Linked DNA regions of Mus musculus: region 1 is linked to region 2. The links are chromatin contacts, called in public HiChIP or PLAC-seq maps. All regions are on one chromosome and are shown on one strand. Each heading gives the region's core, a stretch centred on a gene start, on an enhancer-like site or on the middle of the called end of the contact. The rest is flanking DNA. Distances are from core to core; before and after follow the strand shown. Region 1 has its middle 99 kb from the start of Gm30662. Region 2 has its middle 12 kb from the start of Gm30662.

Region 1 (7,522 bases), core at 1,114-3,613, 110 kb before region 2:
ATTTTCTACAATCAGAGCAAGGCATGTTCTGCCTTGGAAGAGCCTACTTAACCAAGTAGTTTAGAGACAAGCTTATTGAGCAAGTAGACCCGTGAGACAATTCTGGTGGTATGATTGGAAATTGCTCTCATTGTACTGGGATCCAAGCTGACAATGGTCCACCAGGTGGAGACAGAGCAGAGCTCTGAAGACACTGAGACCTTAGAGCCAGCGGGGCTCGAGATCAACGGCACACAGGTATGCAAACCCACAGATTTCTTTCTTAGTTTATGCTAACTTGAGATTGAAAGTATCTCAGCCCATATGTGTAGGGTTTAGGGGTTCAAAGTCATTTCTCAGATGTTGATGAAATCTACTCCTCTGATACACATTCACCCATCTGGGCCCCACCTACTTATGCACGTCTGATTTTTAGACATTCTCAGCTGTTCATGAAACTCAATGGATAGGCACTGGCCTTTCTTTGGTTGCCTAAGGAGACCACAAAGCAGGGTGTCTTTTGGCTCAGGAGCCATCTAGGAAGTGGAGTCATTATGTTCCTTTTGCAGAAAGGGTCAGCAGCAGAGGATGTCCCTTCAGGACACCTGGTGTACAGCTCTCTCACTTAAGAGTGCCCACCTCCCCCCATCACTTGGCTCAAGAAGCCAGAGTACCTTTTCCGCAGTGAGACTGACTGAGAAGGCAAGAGCTCCTGACTAAGTCTTCACTCACCGTCAGCCTTGTTCTTGCTGTGGGGAAGAAAGAACTCAGAAGCCAAAAGAGCATAAGTGGCTTCGAGACTCTACAAAGAAGATGAAGGAAAATGTCTAGTGGCTTGTGCTCTGTGTAGTAGGGGGTGGGTGTCTGTGGAACAGGTAGGCTTTCTGGGAGTGACAGGGTAGAGATCTTCTAAGTGTGTCTTCTTCCATCAACAGTTGTGGATGTTCTTCGTCGAGGCCCACAGAACGGTAAAGCTGGGCACGGCATGTGCAGCTGGCATATAAAACCAACTAGAAGAAAAGAGGAGGACTGCTGGAAGACCAGGACTTTGTTCTTTTCCATAAGTCACAGTCCAAGGGTAGCCCGAAGTCCTACTATGGGTGCCACAACAACACAGACTATCTTTAGGGAGCAGAACACGGGAACCTTAGGAGGACAGGACAGCCAGTGACAGGGAGGTGGTGTTTTATTAGCTAGAAGGTCTTTGAGGTGGGCGAGCAAGGCATGGATTGTAGGGAGACTCTAGACCTCTGGTCCTGACCTGGGTGGAACAGGGAGTGCTGGAGTAAGAGAAATCCTACAGAGAGGTGATGGGATTGCCCACTACAAAGAGGGCCCAGTATGCAGAGCCACCACTGACATTGAAGCAGGAAGGGCACTTGGAGCCCTGGGAGAACAGGATCTCTATCTCTCTGTTCAGGAGGGAGATGTGACTGCCTGTGAGGCTGTACCTTCTGCCTATTTTTTTACAGTGCACAACCCATTTCTTCTGCCACCCTTGGCTTTTAATCCCAAAACAACCAGGGAAGCCGTTAGTTCTTAGTTGCTGTTCAGTTTAAGGCAAACAAACCTGGGCAGAGGGCAGACATGGCTCTACCCCCACTGCCCTGACTCCTCTGTGCCCTGCAGCTCTTTGCATCCAATTCCTTTTTGAGAGCTGAGGTTAGGTTTGCATTCCTAACCGAGAAAAACCCCACTCTGTCTGCGGTGTGCCAGGATTCTCTTCTGTCTCCTGTTGCTGGCCTCTGCCCCACCTGAACAGCTAGCTCTTTTGGCTGGCCTTTGTTGACACCCACCCCCACCCCAGTGGGGAGTTTTGGAAGGTTTCATGACACTCATTCGCTTCATTAATTCTATGCTTAGAAAAGAATGGGAGGATGTCACTCTAGGAATGTCTTTTATGACACATTTGAGACCTTTGAGAGATGGGAACAAAGGGGACAGCAAAACACACACTGTAAATTATTCATTTCATCCACTCCATCTGAATAATATGTCTGTGTGATGCTCCAAGCTCAAAAACGCAGAGCCAGAGCACCTAGCACAGTAGTCCATGCAAGCATGTGCCTCACAGACCCAACAGCATGCCTCACGGGGCTAAGCAGAAATGAGAGAAGCCTGTCCATTCTGATGCTCATAAGAGCTCCAGGCTGAGTCTCTCAGGAAGCTGTTCAGATGTTCTTAGAATATCCATTTAAACAGGGCTCTTGGGGCACAGACAGATGCAATTTCATTGTGGATCTTTGCAGATACGTGGTGTGTCTCTGTAGGTACCCAAACCTGGAGTCAGGCATGAAGTTGGAGGGCCTTAGTCGATCTATGCATGGTTTGTCAGTTGCTTTGTTCCGGGTCAGGGAAATGCTTAGCAGCCTATTTTACAGTCTTTCTTAGAACCGGGTGTCTGCCACCAGCAGCACTTCCTGTGTCGAGCCAGCATCTGCATGGTCTTCTGTGAAGAGACTTCCTTTATGGTACCTGGGGCAGATGCTGCCATGGTCATAGGAGTCCTCTGAGTTTTCCCTGTGATGAGGGGCTAAGGCTGGCTGGCAGGACAGAGTTTCTGCCTCACCATTGTGCTAGTTGACCGAGTTAGCTAAAAAAAAAAAAAATCCTTAAAACACTCCCAGAGCATGTTTTCATTTTTTATTTTTTTGAGAGATGAATATTCTAAACCATGGACGCTATAAAAGAAAAGGCTACGGCTTTTACAAAATTGGCCATGTTGCATGTCTTTTAAAATAATATTTAAAAGGCTAGAAATTATGGTTACAAAAATATCCCTGCTAATAGTTTACTGTTTGGTTTGAGTGAGTTTAGCTTTGAGGTGTGGTAGCTCTGGAAATTTATTGTGAGTCACTACATAATAACCGGCTGCACCATCAGGCATCAGCCCACACACAATTTTCCAGCCCTGAACTTTCAGTGTTTCCTACAAAATGAAAATAATATAGTCTCGTGTTTTATTCTAGGGATGGGGCGGTTGGCACTGCTTTAGGCTATGCTGAAGATTTGTGAATTTGATGTCTCCTATCAAATTAAGATGTATTGAGGAAGTATCTAGTTTTTAGTTGGCAACACAAACCTCCTGTAAGGAAAAACTATGCAAATGCAGTCTAATGTCTGGATGCTGATTTCCTCTTCTGTGGGTTATTGCTTGACCTGGACCATCATCCCTCTGAATGGCCAGCCCAGCTCTTGGAGTCATAATTACACATTGGAAGAAAGGCTAACCCAGAAAACACAGATGGTTCTCTTTCTGTATGTTTTATTTATTTATTTATTTATTTATTTTTGCCTTTCTTTTCCTTGCCGTCTGCTCTGTTTCTGGAGTTAGAGAATCATGGTTGTACTTTCTTCTATGCCAAAGCAAAGACACCATTATGCAAGGAGTAGTACAGAGAGGTTTTCTTCTCTCTCTGTTCCAGAATCTTAAGTTTTAATGGTTGCTCAGTTATAAATGAGCCCGTGTCTTAGTTACTTTACTGTTGCTGTGACAAAACATCATGAGCGGAAAAAAAATGTTTAATGGATTTATAGGGTCAGAGGGTTAGAATCTATGATGGGGGAGCAAGGCATGGTGGCAGGTGGCTGGAGAAGCTGATGAGAACTAGCATCTTGAGAGAGAGAGAGAGAGAGAGAGAGAGAGAGAGAGAGAGAGAGAATGAGAATATTGGGAATGTCATAAAAACCTCAAATCCTACCTCCAATGACACACCTCTTCCGACAAGGCCATACCTTCTAATCCTTCCCAAACAGTTCCACTTTCTGAGAACCAAGTATTCAAACATAGGAGCCTATGGGGGGCTCATTCTTATTCAAACAACCACAGTATGGAAAGCCTCAAGTATTTCCTGAGTGCCTTGTTTTATCCGGGGTACTTTATTCTGAACCTTTGCTCCATCTGTGATATATTCTTATCTCATCAAAACCCATCTTAGCCTTCGGCCTTCTGCTAGAATTGCTCCTTCCTTGATATCCCAGCTTGATGTCTCTGTTCTTCCTCCTGTGAAATCCCCATGAAGTTTACCCTATACATATGTTTTCGATGTTTTATTTTTAATATACTGTCTTTGCACATGTTGTGTCTTCTTTTCTATTAGTATATACACTAACTTTAAAGGGTGGGGAATCCTCTCCACACAGTTTTGAAATTTGCTATAGTCTGGGTCCTAAATGTGCCCCAAAGCCAACGAATTAGCAGTTTGGTCTTTTGGAATGTGCTTTTGTGTGGTGATGAACCTTTAAGAGGAAGAGCCTAGTGGGAGGTTTTTAGATCATTAGAGGGGGATGTTATCAAAGGAGGTTATAGATCCACCCATTTTATCTTTTGTTCCTTTGCCATGAGGTGAGTAGTTCTGACCTGTCATCCTATGATCCTTACCACGTGTTCAAAACAAACAAGCAAACAAACAAACAAACTAACCAATTAACAAAAATAGATGAGCAAAATTGCTTATGGATAAGACCCACCAAAACAAACCATTTCTGTTTATAAATTTATTATCGCAGGTGTTTGTTATAGTGATACAAAGTATCTAACACAGAATCTCATAGTCTAACATGTGTGACTGACTGCTTAAGACATTACGTGTGGTTATGACTCTCACTTAGGGCAAAGCATCTGGGAGACACGGCATTTTCTTTTTCTTTTAATATATATTTTTTATTACATATTTTCCTCAATTACATTTCCAATGCTATCCCAAAAGTCCCCCATACCCTCCCCCCACTTCCCTACCCACCCATTCCCATTTTTTTGGCCCTGGCGTCCCCCTGTACTGGGGCATATACAGTTTGTGTGTCTCTCTTTCCAGTGATGGCCGACTAGGTCATCTTTTGATACATATGCAGCTAGAGTCAAGAGCTCCGGGGTACTGGTTTGTTCATAATGTTGTTCCTCCTATAGGGTTGCAGATCCCTTTAGTTCCTTGGGTACTTTCTCTAGCTCCTCCATTGGGAGCCCTGTGATCCATCCAATAGTTGACTGTGAGCATCCACTTCTGTGTTTGCTAGGCCCCGGCATAGTCTCACAAGAGACAGCTACATCTGGGTCCTTTCGATAAAATCTTGCTAGTGTATGCAATGGTGTCAGTGTTTGGAAGCTGATTATGGGGTGGATCCCTGGATATGGCAGTCTCTAGATGGTCCATCCCTTCGTCACAGCTCCAAACTTTGTCTCTGTAACTCCTTCCATGGGTGTTTTGTTCCCAATTCTAAGGAGGGGCAAAGTGTCCACACTTCAGTCTTCATTCTTCTTGAGTTTCATGTGTTTAGCAAATTGTATCTTATATCTTGGGTATCCTAGGTTTTGGGCTAATATCCACTTATCAGTGAGTACATATTGTGTGAGTTCCTTTGTGAATGGAGACACGGCATTTCCACCTCCATTGTCTTATCGAGTCTTCTCAAGGACACAAGGCTGTGCCTAGTATTGTATTTCTATTCAATAGAACTAAGGCAAAAATAGTCGTCTAGTGTCTCCAAGCAAGAAAGGGCAGAACGGAAATCATTCTGACTCCCGTTACTATTCCTTTGCAGTGCAGCATTTAAAATAGAAAGTAGGGTGCTGGAGAAAGTCAGGAAACAGGCTCCTTTCTTGTAGGGCGGAGACATGCTTAGGAAGTCAGCTCTTCAAGAATCCTGGAACTGTGGAAAATGCCTACAGGGAAAAGCTTTGCACGCTGCTGGTGAGTTTTTGCCAGCTGCCTGGATCCACAGCCCAGAGAGTACTAGAGAGTGGCAGTGTTCCAGAGCTCTCTACCTAGTTGTCCCAATTATATCCTTGTCGTGCTAAATTATAACATAGAGTCCTGGCAGCCACGGTCAGGCAGAGTGCCTTGGAGGCCATCTTTTTTTTTTTTCTGGTCTTTGTCTCTACTTGATGGGTGTTTTGCCTCTACACTGTCACATTGCGAGTTTTCTTCTGAGCAGAACTTGCTAGGGACAGAAAGGGCAGTGGAGAGCGTCTGGCTCTGGGATTGAGCAGCCTTGTAGCTACTGACTAGGGCTGGGAGGTCCTTTCTTTCAGTTCAGCATGAATGAGGAGTCTGCACGTGTGTGTACACAGAGCACAGCCAATGCCATGCAAATGAGCTGCTAAGTTGTCACTCTGTACAGTAGACAGAACTTCTGCTTGTCCAGGTGCAATCTACAGGATTATACAGTGGTCAATCTTGGTGTCTATATAAATGCGCATTGCAACAGAAGGGAGGACTTGGCCAACATATTCTAGTGGGTTTAGATCATTTTCTCTTGTTAGTCAATAAACCAGTGTTTGGGGGAAGGGGTTTACAAAATAAATTCACTCACTCACACATGGCAAAGTTTCTCAGTGTCAAATGTCTGTCACAAATGTTGCTTGTGGTCACCTCAGAAGCCTACAATTTTTTTTTAAATGGAGCAATTATCTCAACCAAAGTGCTATTGAGTGCACTTTCCAGTGGCTGATCCTCAGGCTCCTTTCCCAACAATGTTTTCCTCATAAAAAAAAAAAAAAAAAAAAAAAAAGCCCAAAGGAGCTTGTGCGCAGCTCTGAAGCCAAGAAATCAACTCCTTGGAAAATCTGCATGGTGTAACACAGTTGCTGGGAACACTCAAGTCAACTCTCCAGGCCTATGATGATCTAGATTCCCTGCAAACTTCCAAGCCAGAGCAGCCAGGCTCCACCAGGGTCTTTAACCCTGGGTGCAAGACTGAAGCTTCAGAATCTAGATTAGATTTCTTGCTTTTCAGGTGATTCCTGGCCAACTCTCAGCTGCAGTAGACCATGTTTCTACTACCTACTTTAATGTGTTGTTAAGTATAATGCTATGGTGAACCGTTCAGTAGAGTAACATTAAGAGTAACAGTAGAATAACATCCTTTGCTCTAGAGTAAATTCTTAGAGCAAAATGCCCCTTTGCACACTTCTTTAGATAAACACTTATTCTGGGCTAAAGGACAAAGGAGTAGATACGCATTCTTTTGTTTTGCATGTATTGGAGAAGGAACCTCTGTAGTATTTTGCGGAATTTTTTCAAGTCAATTTCCTGGCTAGATATTCCTTGTTGCTAGGTTAAGTTTTATCTGTGCTGTAATACTTAAACACCTTTTTACCCCTGTAGGGATAATCTCTTAGCACTATGTGGAAGCATTACCTTTCAATAAAAAGCTGATGGCCTATTAGCAAAAGGCAGAAGGTAGAAGGTGGGAGTTCCTGTAGAGAGATTGGGCTCTGGGGGATAGTGAGAGGTTGGGGATTTCCCACAGGGACTTGAAGGAAGTCAGCTGTATTAAACTGAGGAGAGGTAACTAGTCATGTTGCTGACATAGAATAGTATAAACGGGTTAAATAAGTTATGAGCTACAGTGAACAAGTCTAGGCATTTTTAAATAAACAATAAACCTCAGAGTCGTTATTTGGGAACTGGGGCATGGATAGAAAAGCCCACAGTTCCAGCGTCTCTCCATGTGTACATGTTTATGCATGTGTAGGTTATGTAGGATGTTACCATTACAATGCATAAAGGTAGCATACCACTCATTTAAACGTGAGAAAGCTTTC
Region 2 (7,263 bases), core at 2,539-5,038:
CTTAGTATCTGTAGGCCTAGGGTCCTCAACAATTTCCACCCATAGAAGAGAGATGGGCAACATCACCCAGTAAACATCGCCACGCAATGAGATCATCACATGAGTTCCCAAGTGAACCTACTCAGTTGCAGCCAGATCAGACCTGCTCTCCTAAGTGGAAGAGAAAGCCAAGTCCTGGGTGAGGCTAGACAGGCTGACACTATGAAGCTGGACAGTTTGGCTGTGGTGGAGCCATTAATTATAGTGTGTCCTGATCATGTCTATTTGTTTAAACTCTGCTTGGTGTTACAAAAACACCCCCGTTCGACAGTAAGCACCCAAATGTGAGTGTTCCTGCAGCTATATTCATCTTACCATGACTGTGGCTACAGGTCTATGGTGAGAACACTCAGCCAGATAAACAGGAAGATAGGGGGTGGCATGCCATGTCCCATTGGGACTGAACCCTGAAAGATGTGGGCTCAGCTAGGTCCCAGAGAAAGTGACCTTCTTGACACAGTTGTGGGGTAAGTTGAGTGGTCCCCAGGACAAATTGGCATCTCTTATATGACCAGTTAGACATTTAACAGGTTAAACTGGTAAACTGGCAGATAAAGAGATGAACTCTAAAGAGGTAAACTTTCAGCTCTTTCCTAACTGTCTTTTGTTCCGGCCCCAGAATGTGGCAAAGTAGAGCAGAGAGCAGCTTGTTTGTTTAAGATGTTGACTGACCTCTGAGCTCATGTATGAGCTGATTCACAAAGTTCTTAAAGTTGAATTATCCTAGTACTTCTGGACCAGTGGAAATGAACTATGCAGCCTTCTTCTGTGTTTTAGAAAAGAAGTGAATGGGATTGCTCCCTCTCAACTTTGTCAAGAATTCTACCCTCTTCTGTTTTCCTCCACAGTCACTGGGTCACACTGAGCCTCAACGAATTTCAAAACAGTGTTTTACACGCAGAATACTAGTGAACAGAAGGAGATTTGACATGATTTTAAAGACTTACTTTTATTTGAAATTTTGTGTCTATGTGTACGGCTCTGTGTGGGTATATGCATGTGTAAATGTGGGATCCACAAGAGGGCGTCAGATCCCTTGGACCCGGAGTTAAAGGAAGTTGTGCACAGCCTGATGTGCCTGCTGGGGCTCAAACTCAGGTCCTTGGCAAGAGAGCATCGAAACTCTTAACAGCTGAGCAATCTCCCCCGCCCCAGAAGTGAGAGGTCTAAGAAAATGGGTTTAGGTCTATGCACTCCGTGTGACGACCACAAACTCAGGAGCTAGTGAGAGAGTGAGGAAATTCAGGTTTTTGAGTTTTAATAGACCAGGGTCTAGTATTCTTTAATCACAATGTTCCTAGCCAGCTCGCTGTGTCTAAGTCTCTCATGTTGAGTGGCAATTATTTGGAGCATCTTGTCATTGTGGGATGTTCCATCAGAAATATAAACAATTTAGTATGGATATTTTCAGAACACTTGCCCATCAAGACATGTCACAGGGGCTGAGGAGATGGCTCATTTGGTAAAGTGCTTGGTGTGCAACATGAGAACCTGTGTCTGGGTCCGAGTCCCCAGAACTTAAAGTCCTGGGTGCAATAGTTGCACTTCTGTAACTCCGGTGCTACAGGGTGGGGAGACAGGCAGGTTTCTGGAGCTCGTTGACCAATCATTCTAGTTGAGTTGATAGATTCTTTTACTGGAAGAATTTGTCAGAAGGAAATAAGATGGAGAGATATTGAGGAAGACAAGCAATGTTAACCTCAGTCTTCCACATGCATGAACACATGAGCACATGCAGTTCTACCCACATGCACACCCATGTGAACACAAACATGCAATACACAGTGCGCGCACACACACTCACACACACACACACACACACATTTTTTTAATAGTCTGATGTCTCACACCTAAGTGCCAGTGAAGATTGCTAGTTTATATAGCAGAGTGGACACAACATCTTAGATTATACAAACTACCCCTCTGAGCATTAATTTACTCTATAATGCAATCTCCCTAGTCTGTCTGCGGTGAGTTTCACAATTCTAACAGTGGAAATTACCTTCTCTGGCAGGGGCTTTTATCAGCCAACTTCCTGAGGTCCAAAATGGCTGGAATAATTCAGTATGTGGACTGTAGAAATGCTAATTTTACTTAGCAAATATGAAAGAATTCTATACACACAAATGCCTTTCTTTATAAGTGAGTCACACAATTTCCATCAAAATGCTGAAGAGCAAGAATAAATGCCAAATGTGAACCCAAATGTCAGAAGATGAGGCTCCCTGCCGTCTGCCCACGTGTCCCAGTTTCCTTGTCTGTACTACTGATAATGGAAATGTTTGGATCTAATGACACAGCCAAACAGACCTCTTCTTACTAATGACAGTCTTACAGATTTCTCAATGACTTTTTTTCTCTCTCTCTTAAAAATACTTTAAAATTGAAGGGACAACAAGATGGTTTCCAGGACAAAAGCACCAGGATAAGGGCACCAGGACAAGGGCACCAGGATAAGGCCACCAACTTGATGATCTGATTTGATCTCTGAAACCCACACGGTAGAAGAAGAAGAAAACCGAAACTCAAATTGTCTTCCGACCTCTTGACCTCCACACTCAACCCATAACATTTATGTTCCCACCTCTCACCCATTTCTTTCTCTCCTCCCCACCTACTTCTCCCCTCCCCCTCACTCTTTCTCTCTGTGTTTCAATCTCTCTCTCTCTCTCTCATACACACACACACACACACACACACACACACACACACACACACACACACACACAAAATGGCAATTCTTTTTAAGTTTTACAATTGAAAACTGAATGAATTTTCCAAATACAAACTTAAGCCTGTCTTTTATAATTCATGAAACGGATGCTTAGATTATTTTCATGGAATGTCTGCTCAAGCGATGTCTGTCATTGACAGCCCCATCGACCTGATCAGAACATGGCGGTGCAGAGCTGTGCTGGATCGTGACCTCAGAAACCCTCCCTGTGCTTCATATCTCCTTACTGATCTCCACCTCGGCCAGCCCCTGCCACGTCTGCTGTGGGCAGACCTTTGTTATAGGAGAGTTCTTTCATAGCTTTCTGTCTTCTTGTGCATCCGAGTTTACTTTTAAAGAAAGAAACAAGTAAGTGATCATTCTACTAAGATATGAGTACTGTCACTAGATAAAGCACACAGACTTTCACGTGTAAGTTTTACAATTATTGACATGAGGGTCTGTCTCACCGGGTGGACCAGTCTGACCTAAAGCATTTGAACTTGGACTCCCCTTGCCTTGTTCTTCCTAGTGCAGGGTTTGCAGCTTCCACCGAGGCAGGTTAGCAAAGAACATAGATCATGTGTACTTTCCTGGTGGTCTTCCTTACTTCCGGTGCTGATGATAGCAGCAAAAATCCATCTGAAACTGCTCAGAGTGACCGGAAGCAGGATGATCCCTTGAGCTCAGGAATTCTGGGACATACTAAGACACCTAAAGAGATTCAGTTTCAAAAATATGATCAGGTTGAGTAAGGATGCTGTGGTGTGGCCATAGTGAGTATAGCAGCGAGATGAAGAGTGGTTGGAACAGCAGTACATATGTTAAGCAATGTTAGCTGGAGTTTCCATATATGTCCACTCACACTGAACTCAAAACAACTCGGCAGTACTAAACCAGAGCTCTCACCACTCAGGTCTGCTGGCACCATGGCTCTGTAGCCATCCTGTAGTGTTTTACCTTAGCTTTTCAAAGAATGAAACCCAGACCCAGAAATAGAGGTCACCTCTCCTGTTAGTGGCGCAGCTTGGATTTAATCACAGGATGTGAGACCACAAGGTCCCCGTTTTTAACTGCTTGGTTTTAGGGCAGGCTCCTAAAACTTTCACTCTGTCACGGAGCAGGAATAGATTCATGGTTAGACCAGTCCCTTCTACTCTGAAGTTTCCACGGAGGGCTTTTCTAAAATCCGAATCTTTTTTGATGGTTGAGAGCTGTGACTACAGAAAGAACGAAAGTTCTCTAACTAGACAGCCTCGATGAGACGTTTGCCCAGACCTTTGGTGCAGTTTGGTGTTGAGCAAAGCCCCATCTGAATAGAGGTCAGTTCTCTCTCTTTCCCAGGCTGGAAGAGCCGTGTTGCTGTGGAGCAGTGACCTGTGTGTCTGCTGTGATGGTGGCAGATGCCACACCTGTTACTTCTGCAACATGCCTGCTCAGAAATACCTCCCCACAAGCATTCCTATCTGGTTTAAAATTCAGGAGGCCTCTCTCTGCCACGTGTCAGGAACTTGACTGCTGGATGGTGCGGGGTACACATAATAAATAAGCAGACTCCGTGTCTTCAAGACTACACAGAAATGATTAGAGTCACTGAAACAAAGAAAGTGATAGAGGTGAAGTGAGTGAGAGAGGGACAAAGTGAAAGCATTGTTTAACTAAGTCTCTGTGTGTGCGGGAAGTGGGAAGGAGTTATGAGTAGGGACCTGAAGGCTGAATAGGAGGAGTCACCTCAGTAATGAAGCAGGAAAGATGTCACAGGCTCCTCCGACCTGCAGTCAGGACCTGGAGAGCCTGTGACTCCTCCTGGGTGTTCATCTCAGTAAAGGCAGTGACTTGGGTGACATCTTGGGTCTTTGGTCTTCCTCATCTTCTCACAACCAAACCCAGTGGCTTCTTTGACTAAATGGCTCTGAGGATTCTACTTCCACACCACTTCTGCCATTTACTGCTGGTCCTTGCCTGTATTTGGCAGTGGCCATATAACCAACTTCTCCTCCAGGCTTGCTCTGCCCATCATCTATGATCTTCCTCCACAAGCCTGTCCTCCACACTGCAGCTCGAACACCTTCTGAACCATGCAGCAAAACACACAGAGAGAACATTTTAAAGGCTTTGCACTGCCTCAGAAGAAAATCCAACTTTTTATCTGAAGAGACAAAGGCTTGTTTTTTCAGCATCCTGGTCTCTCCTCACACGTTCTATCCTCACACGCTGTGACACTAAACTTTCAGTTCCTTGAATACATCCTGTTTTGTTTCTTGGCCCCTATATTTTCCCACTTTGCTTAAATAATGATTACTCATCCCACAAGTCTTGTTTAAATATGGCTTCCTTCAACAAGTCTTTTATGGCCAAGGTTAAAAACTTCTCTTATGTGCTCCCAAGACATTTTGCTAATTATACTATACGGTAAGTGGCTGTCTGCTTGTGTGACAGTAGGGTAAAGTAGGAATGAGAGGGAGGGAGGGAGGGAGGGATAGAGAGAGAGAGAGAGGGGGGGGGGGGTTTCAAAGAATTCTATTAGCAAAAAGGAGGGCTGGGTAAGCAAAGCAAACCTGACCAAATGGGAAAATTACTTGAGAAGTGTTTTTCAGAGGAGCAGCTGGGGAAGGTGATATTTGTTGAGGTGCAGAGAGTGAAATTTTAATCCTTTTCTAAGAAGTCTAAAAGTTAGAAGCCATGGTAGTGGCTGTCTGTCCAGCAGCAGAGCTGAGACAAAGTGGCACACTGTGAAAACATAGTTTGTTTTCACTGACAACAGGACCAAGTGTATCCCAGGGACAAGTCGTGGGTGACCAGAAAGGAGACAGTCTGAGGACAAACGTCAAAGGGACCTGATCCAAGAAGGCACCTCATGAGGCAGGCTGGCTGGAAGAAAGCAAATGGGATGGGCATTACAGAAGCTGATTGGTGGGGGAAGTGCTTTAAGCACTCAGCTGGGGCTAGGCATCTTCAGTCATAAGTTTCCGGAGCGAAGCCTTCAAGGAGTCACTAAAAACCCCGATGAAGTAGTTAGTCTTGGACGTTTTTTACCAAACACAGAGATCATTCCCTCAAATGTTACTTTAATAGTCGAATCAAAACTCCTCCAGTTCTTTATCATTCCGTACTTAACCCTTCCTTCCACCACTTCCTCTCATCGTTCTCCCGTCGTGTAACATTTCCGATAGCACTGGGCAAGGAAGGGAAAACATTTAAATGAAAAACATTTAAAGCCATGTCAGTGTGAGCAAAGAAATTAGGAGAGAGACTGGCCTGACATCTCTAGCCAATGAAGAAAAGAAAAAACTGGATAGTCACCCAATGGTTTTAAGGTCTTTATTTTTTGAATTTTGGTGACTTAATGATCATGAGTATATGTGTGGAGTCTATGAAATTATTTGACCTTTGAATCTGAGTCAATTTCAATTGGCTTGGAAATGTCTTGTGTCAATTTATATGGTTTTATCCAGTCTCCTTCCTTCTGGAGCTCCAAGTTTACATACACAAGACCATGTGGTTGTGTTCCATACATTCCTCGAGTTCCATTTTTATTTTCTCGTGTTCTAGTTATATTTTCAAATGATATATCCTCTATGTTTCTCACTTTTGAAGTCTTTTATTGAATTGGCTTTAGATTAATTGTATCAGCCTTGTACCTGGTGCTCAGTAAATACTTGCTGAGTAAGCAAAGATCAGGAGAACAAAGACACGAAGGGCTGACAAGAAACAGCACAGGGTGTGAAGACAGTATGCATTGTTTATGTTCCCAAAGTAGACTTTTACATGCAGGGTACACAGTGATAAAAGACGGGACTAAAGGCACACGTTGAATAATGAAGGAGCAAGAAGCTCAGGTCTCAAACATTATGAAGGTAACACACATAATCAGTAGATGAACCAGGAAGGTTGGTTCCATGGGGCAAAGCAGAACAAGAAGAAAATTATTTTTACACTGCAGATACCAAAGGGCAAGAGGATTTAGAAGAAGCGAGAGGGAAATTGGGGTTCTGGGAAAGCGTCAACACAGGTGATTTCTTTTCATAACTGCTTGCTTCTGTCTTAAATAGCAACAGAAGATGTGTGATTATGGATACGTGCCTACAGCTTCCGGATCTGATGAGATAGCATAGAAACACAAGAGCACAGACTGACTCCGAGACAAAACTGTTTGCAACCATGGGTGGGCCTATGCGTTAAACAGACCATTCAGAACAAGGGCATGGTTCAGCAGGAAAGGGCATTTGCCACCAAGCCTGACAATCCTGCTTAATGTCCAGAACTTATGTGGTGGAAAGAGAGAACTGATTCCCTCGAAGCAGTCCTCTGAGCCACACGCGTGCTCTACGGCATACAAACACACATTAATGTAAAGAATAGACTCTATAACGTCTCTATAATGTCTGAAAAGAGAAGCAATCCCATATTTTACCGAGACTTGATGCCATATATCTTAAGAGATGTGTGGAATCTAATGGAAACTCCAAGCGCTGGCAGAAACTCACTGGCTTGCCTTTGGTTGCTCTCTT

Evidence for each region. HiChIP or PLAC-seq counts read pairs in DNA pulled down with a chosen protein or histone mark.
Region 1: a contact with region 2 is called in a BATF HiChIP or PLAC-seq map of CD8 T cells, with 14 read pairs. The contact joins two enhancer-like sites. A contact is called at or near these places in 4 of 39 promoter capture datasets (3T3-L1-derived adipocytes, epiblast stem cells, hippocampal neurons and 1 more), 8 of 484 Hi-C or Micro-C datasets (the 63-12 cell line, CD8 T cells, the MNK3 cell line and 4 more) and 7 of 115 datasets of contacts at active chromatin or transcription factors (the 230-238 cell line, CD8 T cells, DN3 thymocytes and 3 more).

What each region holds. Positions count from the first base shown.
Region 1 is chr14:78,426,967-78,434,488 of GRCm38.p6, reverse strand. No RefSeq gene overlaps it. Among named protein-coding and RNA genes, the nearest start is that of Gm30662, 99 kb to the right of the region's middle. Within about 2 kb of position 2,363, at least 49 of the 459 cell types and tissues checked have an H3K27ac peak or open chromatin away from gene starts, as enhancers often do. A contact at or near this core is called in the 230-238 cell line, the 63-12 cell line, CD8 T cells and 4 more, where this site is marked.
Region 2 is chr14:78,316,961-78,324,223 of GRCm38.p6, reverse strand. No RefSeq gene overlaps it. Among named protein-coding and RNA genes, the nearest start is that of Gm30662, 12 kb to the left of the region's middle. Within about 2 kb of position 3,788, at least 18 of the 459 cell types and tissues checked have an H3K27ac peak or open chromatin away from gene starts, as enhancers often do. A contact at or near this core is called in the 230-238 cell line, the 63-12 cell line, CD8 T cells and 4 more, where this site is marked.